Linked DNA regions of Sus scrofa: region 2 is linked to region 1. Evidence: chromatin contacts called from public HiChIP or PLAC-seq data. All regions are on one chromosome and are shown on one strand. Each heading gives the region's core, a stretch centred on a gene start, on an enhancer-like site or on the middle of the called end of the contact. The rest is flanking DNA. Distances are from core to core; before and after follow the strand shown.

Region 1 (4,004 bases), core at 146-2,645:
TATGTCGCATTTTTCATTCTTAAAAGGACATAAAATAATGACTACCTTAATGTAGTCAAACAAAACTCCTGTTTTCCTTCGAATGGCATTTGGGTAACAATTATGAGCTATACCTTGGTTAGGGTCAGCCTGCCCCTCACTTCCCACCAAAAAGAACGTACTGGTAAAATCTCAAACCAGATTCAAGTGCAGATCAAAACATTAATTATCCTCACCTATAGAGCCATTCCATAATCAATTTAGCCCAAAGACACTAAATCCATCACCATTCAGCTCTCTCCCGTTTTCATAAGTAGGACGCAAATCTCAGCTACGGCGGGGCCAGCGCCGCATTCTCAGCAACTCAAATCTACACCTGCGATGCCCAATTCAACAAATATTGAGTCTGCACACTTTAATCTCACCTCTGTTCAGCCTCGCTGCCAAAGCACATGGATACTTACTGAATACTTCAAAAGATTAGGATTTCCAATGGTTTAGAGAAAGTTTGGGTGGAGAGTTACAGCAAGTATTACCCAAACTTCACAACTAATTTGTACCTATAGGTTCGAGCAGGCCAAGCCAGTGCTTTCCCCACCCTTTAATTCGTAACAGACACTAAAGGGAAAGAAAAAAAAGTTAGCGACACCACTACAGACGACTTCGAGATCTGAGCCTAAACGACAAGAAAGCGCAAGAGCATCCGCAGTGTCCTCCAGCAGCGTCCGAGACCACCGCCCATGGTCGAGCGCGGCCGGGGCTCCGGCTGAGGCAGGAGGCCCGCGCTGCGGCCCGTGGCGACGCCCCGGCGACCGGAGGAGCAAAGGCAGACTCGGCAGCCGGTGACCGGCCAACAGCCGCTCTCGGGAAAGCAGAGCCCTCGCCCAAGACCAAAGGCCTCAGCTGGCACCGGAGCCCCCCGGGAGCGGCCAGGCGTCCCGCCCTGGCCTACCCCAGCCTGCTACTTCCCGCTCGACACTCGGCAGTCGCTAGGCAAAGCCCGATCGGTCGCCAGAACGCGCTCTAGCTAGCCCGCGGGGAGCGCCGAGACCGTCTCCTAGCCCCTGTGGGGAAAATGGCGCCTGTCACCGCTTCTCCCTCCCGGCTAGTCACAAGGACCAGCCTCCGTCCCTCGCCACAAAATGGCGCCTCCCGCTGGGGCCCTAGAATCGGCATAATTCACTTGTCAGCGAGGCGGTGTCGAGCTGGGATGCGCGCCTCTGCCAACCAGTCAGACCGAGTAACTTTGGTTCCGCACTTTGCTCAAGCCACTCAGGCGCTAGCTGTAAGGCCTGGCGATGCTGACGTCATGAAAAGGGGCGTGGACAAGGCGGTCTCCTTTGGCGTCGCCTAAATTTGAGCCAATGGAAAGCAGGAAGTATCGAATGACTGACGTAGTGACGGCCCAATGGAGGCCGGGGGCGGGCCTCAGACCCACTATGCGGGTTGCGGGGCCTGGGGGCCGGGCGGCTGTTTCCTGTCCTGGTGCATGGTGGTCGGACGAAGGAATTGTTGGAAAATTTTCTCGGAGGTTCGTATATAAATGTGTTTTTACCCAGTGTGCATTATTCTCCGCCCGGCCGCCGCCCTCAGCGCGGCGGCGCGGGCCCGCTCGGGCCGGGGCTCTGGCTCCGGCTGCTCAGCCTCCACCGCAGGCCCAGCCGATCCTACGGCCGGCCGCGGTAGCCGCGCCTGGGCAGAAGCGGAGTTTATTAATAACCCGCGGCCGCCACTCTGGGGCGGCGGAGCTTTTCTCACTGAGGACGCCCCCCCCCACCTCGTCTGCGCACTGCGCCCCGCCTGTTCCCCTCAGGGGACAGCCGAGGGGAGGGAGGGAGGGAAGGAGGGGAGGGAGGAGCCCTCGGGAGCCTGGCGGCGCTTCCCCGCTTGACCTCCGCGCGGAGCGGGTCCCCAGGCGCCGCCGGGGCGAAGCTCCTCCGGCCGGGACGCCGGGCCCGGTCCTCACGGGGCCGCAGCTGGGGCGCCGCCGACGCAACTGGCCGGGGGCCCGGTCGGGATCCCGTCTGCAGATCGCACCCAGAATTTCCTTCTACTCAGATCGTGCACAGATTCTTGTTTTTCTCACTTTTTTAAAAAAATAATTTTTGGGTCTAACATCGAATATTAGAAATTGTCCATTTTATCGTTCCACTCTTGGTGTTGGCTAAAGAGTGAATGAATCTCTTCGTTGCTTTGTAACATTTTCTTGTGGGACCAATCACCAATTTTTATTCTCTTCCCTTTTGCTTATTTTACCATTAAGTTTACACATTAACAAAGTTAAGCAAAAAGTAGATAAGAATAAATTGCTAAACCGATTATTTGTTTAAAATCAACTTAAGCCTTGGCTTCGGAAGTGTCCAGTCAGCTAATATAATTTGGTGGGGATGTGGTGAAAAATTGTACGTTTGGCGTTGTGTTTGAAATTGTCCTGAGTCTTACTAGAGGATGTTTGTGTTGTAGTTGACAAAAATCTGTGGAATATTTAGTATTTTTTCTTTGCTCAGTGCTTAGTTTCAGTTCCTTGTTAAGTGTTTAGTAAGAGAATAGGTAATGAGACCATCCAAATGCTCTGGTAAGTTAGGGAGCTAATTTTATCCAGGTGTATTTTCATTACTTTGGAAATTATTTAGCAGTGTAGTAATACTTGAGGGCCTATTTTTTTTCCATTGCCCTGCTTTATTGATAGAATTTACATACCTTTACAATTCACTCCTTTAAAGTATATATTAGGTAGGTTTAATGTACTCACAGTTGTGCAGCCACCACCACAATTTTAAACCATGTTCATCATCCCTCTTCCAAAAACCCTACCCACTAAGTTACTCCCCATTTCACTTAAAACTTCCCCTTCCCCGACCACTAATCTACAGATTTATAGATTATGAACATTTCATATAAATGGAATCATACAGTATGTGTACTTCTGTGACTTGCTTCTTTGATTTAACATGTTTGCAAGATTCATTCATGTTATAACATGTATCAGTACTTGATTTCTTTTCATTGCCAGATATTTTGTTGTATGGACATAACACCTTTTATTTATCCATTAATCTACTGATGTACATTTAGGTTGCTTTCACCTTTTGTCTGTTATGCATGATGCTACCATGAAGTTTCTGTGTGGAAATTTGTTTTCATTTCTGTGTGTGTATTTGTGTGTATGTCCACACACACCTAGGAATAGAATTCGTTGGTTGGTTGGTCATATGGTAACTCTGTATTCACCCTTTTGAGGAACCGTCAAACTGTTTTCCAAAGTGCTTGCACCATTTTGCATTGCTGCCAGCAGTGTATGAGAGCTCACGTTTCTCCATATCCTTGCCAACACTTGTCGTTATCTTTCTTTTTGATGGTCGTCATCCTAGAGAGTATGCAGTGATATCTCTTGTGATTTTGATTTGCATTTCCTAGGTGCTAATGGCATTGAGCATTTTTTCATGTGCTTTTTGGACATTTGCATATTTTCTTTGGAGAAATGTCTGGGTCTTTTCCCTATTTTTAAATTGGTTTGTTTAGGGAGTTTCTGTTGCGGCACAGCGGAAATGAATCCGACTAGGAACCATGAGGCTGCGGGTTTGATCCCTGGCCTTGCTCAGTGTGTTGGGGATCTGGCATTGCTGTGAGCTGGGGTGTAGGTTGAAGACGCAGCTCAGATCCACATTGCTGTAGCTGTGGTGTAGGCTGGCGGCTACAGCTCCGATTAGACCCCTAGCCTGGGAACCTCCATATGCCTCGGGTGCGGCTCTAAAAAAAAAGACATAAATAAATAAGTAAACTGGATTGTTTATTTATTATTGAATTGTAAGAGTTTCTTACATAAAGGGCCCTTATCAGATATATGATTTGCAAAATATTCGTTGCCCTTTGCTGGAGTTGGGATATTTCTGTGAAGTAAGGATTCATCATATTCTTCATGGAAAGATGACCTAGCTGGATTGGTGAATTATGCCTCTACTATTACTTTAGCTGTTATTGAATATTTATAATGTGTGTACAGTTTGTAATCGTGTGAGGAGAAC
Region 2 (3,656 bases), core at 1,144-3,643, 160 kb before region 1:
TTTGCCTGAAGAGAACACAGACTCCTCAGTACCTCTCTAGAGAACTGGGTGCAATCCACAATTTCCTGTAGTTTCATTTACTGTGACATCATCAGTTTGGGACTCTAAGGCAGAGAGAAAATGCACCCTGGAGAGTCTCAAGACTGACCCGAATAGAGCCATTTGTACTCTGTTTTGTTTTACTCAAAAGATTCCCTCTGGGTAATCCAGATTCCCTTATCAACCCACCAGAAATGAAATGAAGGAAAAAAAGAAATCCTTCAATCAGTGCTGATTCTAACAAAGGCCATCTATTGAATAAAGGGTCTTGGCATTCCACGACTGCAACTACATTTAAAAAGACAGAAAAATACCCTTCTTTACACATTTTATACGGCTCCTCGCCTCCCCCCTTCCTTTATTCTCTCAATAAGCTTTCACAGGGATATAATTTGGCTTGCTGAAAAGCCAGATAATTAACAGATACTCACCAAAAGAAAATTAACAGTTTTGAGAGTCTACCTGAGGAGATACCTTTTATTTACATTCTCTCTTGTATCAATGAGGACCCCAGCAGAGTTATCTAACTCTGCACCCAGTCATAGAAACTCAGTAGCAGAGTGGGAATATTTAACTCTAAAACCCATGCTCTCACTAACAAATCATTTCCGGCCTCCACTCCCATGCTTTATCATTTGCACACTATTCTCTTAGTTTTGACAATCTAACGTCTATGTGATTTAACAGACACTCAGAAGTACAGCATAAAAATAACACTGGTCTATTCCACCAATTTGAAGGGGTTTTTGTTTGTTTGTTTATATTTTTACTGGTGAGACCTGTCCTGGTCTTTCTTAACATGTTAGTGTTTTCTAAAGACTCAGTCAAGCACTGAGATGCAGTTCAGTGTTGCAAGAGGAGCCCTGGATCAAAGTCAGGCATTTAACCAGCAAGACATAGGCCCTACTTTCCTGGGCCACATTTTCCTCTCTCAGATCCCTTCCAGTTTTTCAGTACCACAAACTGAATTTCAGCAACACCACCACAAAGTCACAAATTTAACAAATACGAAATACAGACGAAAAATTAACAGCTGTGTTATAAGATTTGAAGATCTAAAAAAGTGAACTTAAAGCTACCCCAACGAAAGGCCCAATTAATTGTATTACTGCTTCATGATTTTTTCTCCACCTGCTCTTACTTTGAAGAAATAGTGTATTTGCTCTGACCTTGGTAAAGGTCATCCATTTATCCCTTTTTAAAAAGATAGTCCATTTTGAAGTACGAATCTAATTTTTTTTCCTAAAGGACACTGAAATTTTTCTGTAGTAAGAAAAAAAAAAAAAAAAAACTGTCATCACTGAAGCAACGTAGAACCAGTCAACAGGATAACCACTTTCCCGAGAGAAACTTTCCCGGTTCGAGACACGTCACCTGGCAAGGAGCCCCTCGCACCGTATCAGGATGACACCGCAAACCCTCACCACAGAAACCTGCACACAAAAACTTTTCCACAACTGTCCCGACTCAAAGACTCGGACGACGGAGCAGCGGAGCCCGCGGGGCTTTCAGAGCCCCGACCCGGGAGCCGGTCACCTCCCGGACGGTACAGCTCCGGCCCTCTCGCGCCGGACGGGGCAGATCCGCCCGGGCGCGTCTCCACCCCGCCGCCACTTCCCCCTGAAGGGCGGCTGAAGCATCGCGGCGCGACCGCCCCTCATTCGCACACGGCGGCGGCCGCGTCCGCACAGAAGCTACTTCCACGGAGAAGGGCACGGCCCGGGGCTCGAGCCCTTCCCGCAACCAAGGGAGGCGCCAGCCTCCTCGCAGCGGCCCCGCTCGCTCCGTTACTCGGCGTCCCAGCCGCGGGCCGGCTCCGGGCTGGGCGGCGGCGTTGGAGGAACTGCCGTCGCGGCTTCTTGGGAAGAGGCCAGACGAACTCACCAAGTTTCTGCTTCGCTTTTTCAAAGTCTGGGTGGAACTTACGCTCCCCGGACGAGGCTGCCTTCCCCCCTCCCGCAGGCGTGTTCGAGACAAGCCTCCCTTTATTTCACCCCAAGTCACTGCGCCGTCACCAGACCGAACACCCGGCCCTGCCCTCCGGCTCCCCCGGGGGACCGGGCCCCGGCGCGGCGGGGCGCGGGGCCCCCTCTTTCGGCCTCCGCGGCTCCGGCCGACGCCCCCTCCGACCGCCCTCGCCCGGCTCCCGGGACAAAGCGGGGCGCGGGGGCCTCCCTGGGGGACCCGGCCGCGGCGACACTCACCCGACAGCTCGTCCGGCTCCAGCCCGGTCTCGGTGTCCAGCCCGCAGATGACAAAGTAGTCGGCGAAGCGACTGGGCGCCGAGCCCCCTCCGCCGCCGCCGCCGCCGCTCATGGCGCCGGGGCCGGGCCGGGCCGTGCGGAGCGCGGAGCCCCGGCACCCGGGCGCCCGGCCGCCCGCAGGCCGCCCCTCCCGCCGCCGCCGCCGCCGCCGCTACCGCGGCTCGGGCCGCCGCCCCCGGCCTTGGCCCGGTCCCCGCGGCCGCCGCGGCTGCCGTGACGGGGCAGGGGGGCGCCGGGCCGCCCCGCGCCGCATCCTGCACGCCTGGCCCTCCGCGCCGCCGCCGCCAGCCGAGAGCGAGCCCGGAGCGGGGCGGGGAGCGCCGAGGAGCCCCCGCGGCCCTTCCCGCCGCGCCTGCGCAGCGCCGTCGGGGAGGGGCGGGCGCCCGGCGGAAGGGATGACGTGATGCTCTTCGGGCCCCGCGGTCTCCGCAGCGCGGCGGGCGAGAGCCCGTGCGCCCGCACCCGCACCCCCCGGGGCTGCGACGCCTTCCGCGAGGCTGAGAAGCGGCGGGATGCGGGAAGCTTCCTGCAGAGCCAGGCCCCGCCTCCGCTCCCGCTGAGGTCCGGAGGTGTGCTGCCTAGCCCGGCCCGGTGCCCGGATGGCATCTCGGAAGCCCACCTCTCCCCAGCCCCAGGCTGCCGGCCTGGACCCCAGATAGCGCCTTCTCCCTGACCCCGCTCCTAGGCCCAGCTCCAGCTCCAGCTCCAGCTCCTAGGCCCAGCTCCTGGGAGAGCCGAGGACGCCCCCTGTTTTGGAAGAGGGGAGCAGCCTGCGCTGTATTTACCCTTGGCTTACGAGTGGGGAAACTAAGGCCCAGAAGGAAGCCAGGACTTTCCCCAAGGTTACTCAGTCTAAGAGACAAAGCCTGACTAGAATCCTGGGCCTGTGGCCAGCATCCCTTACCCCGACTCCAGCCTGGCCTTTTCTCTGCACCGCGCTGTCCCTTTTGCTGTCCTAGAGCGTCCAGAGGCCGCTGCCACTTGGGAGCTCTCCTTCTGCTTCTGAGAATTCCCACTTCCATCCCTGAGCCCATCCTCCTGGGGCGGGGGGTGGGGGGGTGGCGAGGAGAGAAACTTGCCTCCTGGTACTTGTGTCGGGCCCCTCCAATTTGTTTCTCACGGAAGCTAAGCAGGAAACTGGAGATCAGAATCCGAGAAGGCAGTATGTGGTGTGGTCACTAGCATGGGCTTTAGAAACAGCTCAGATTTGAGTCCTGACTCTCGTTTACTGTGTGACCTTGGGCCATCTCCAGGCGCCAGCAGCCGTGGCTCTTGTGAAGAAAACAAAAGGTAAATGTGAATACAGGTTCCGTGGTCAGAATAGTGCCTGGAGCTAGAAAGCGCTCAGTAGGT

The links. HiChIP or PLAC-seq counts read pairs in DNA pulled down with a chosen protein or histone mark.
Region 2: an H3K27ac HiChIP or PLAC-seq map of skeletal muscle shows a contact between it and region 1. The contact joins the promoter of DENND5A here to the promoter of ZNF143 in region 1. A contact is called at or near these places in 2 of 47 Hi-C or Micro-C datasets (heart right ventricle and skeletal muscle) and 2 of 2 datasets of contacts at active chromatin or transcription factors (alveolar macrophages and skeletal muscle).

What each region holds. Positions count from the first base shown.
Region 1 is chr9:102,167-106,170 of Sscrofa11.1, reverse strand. It overlaps ZNF143 (zinc finger protein 143), which reads left to right and starts at 1,395. Exons shown (of 16, transcript XM_021062244.1): 1 at 1,395-1,510.
Region 2 is chr9:267,109-270,764 of Sscrofa11.1, reverse strand. DENND5A (DENN domain-containing protein 5A) reads right to left here and starts at 2,393. Exons shown (of 24, transcript XM_021062252.1): 1 at 2,244-2,393. The coding sequence starts at 2,355.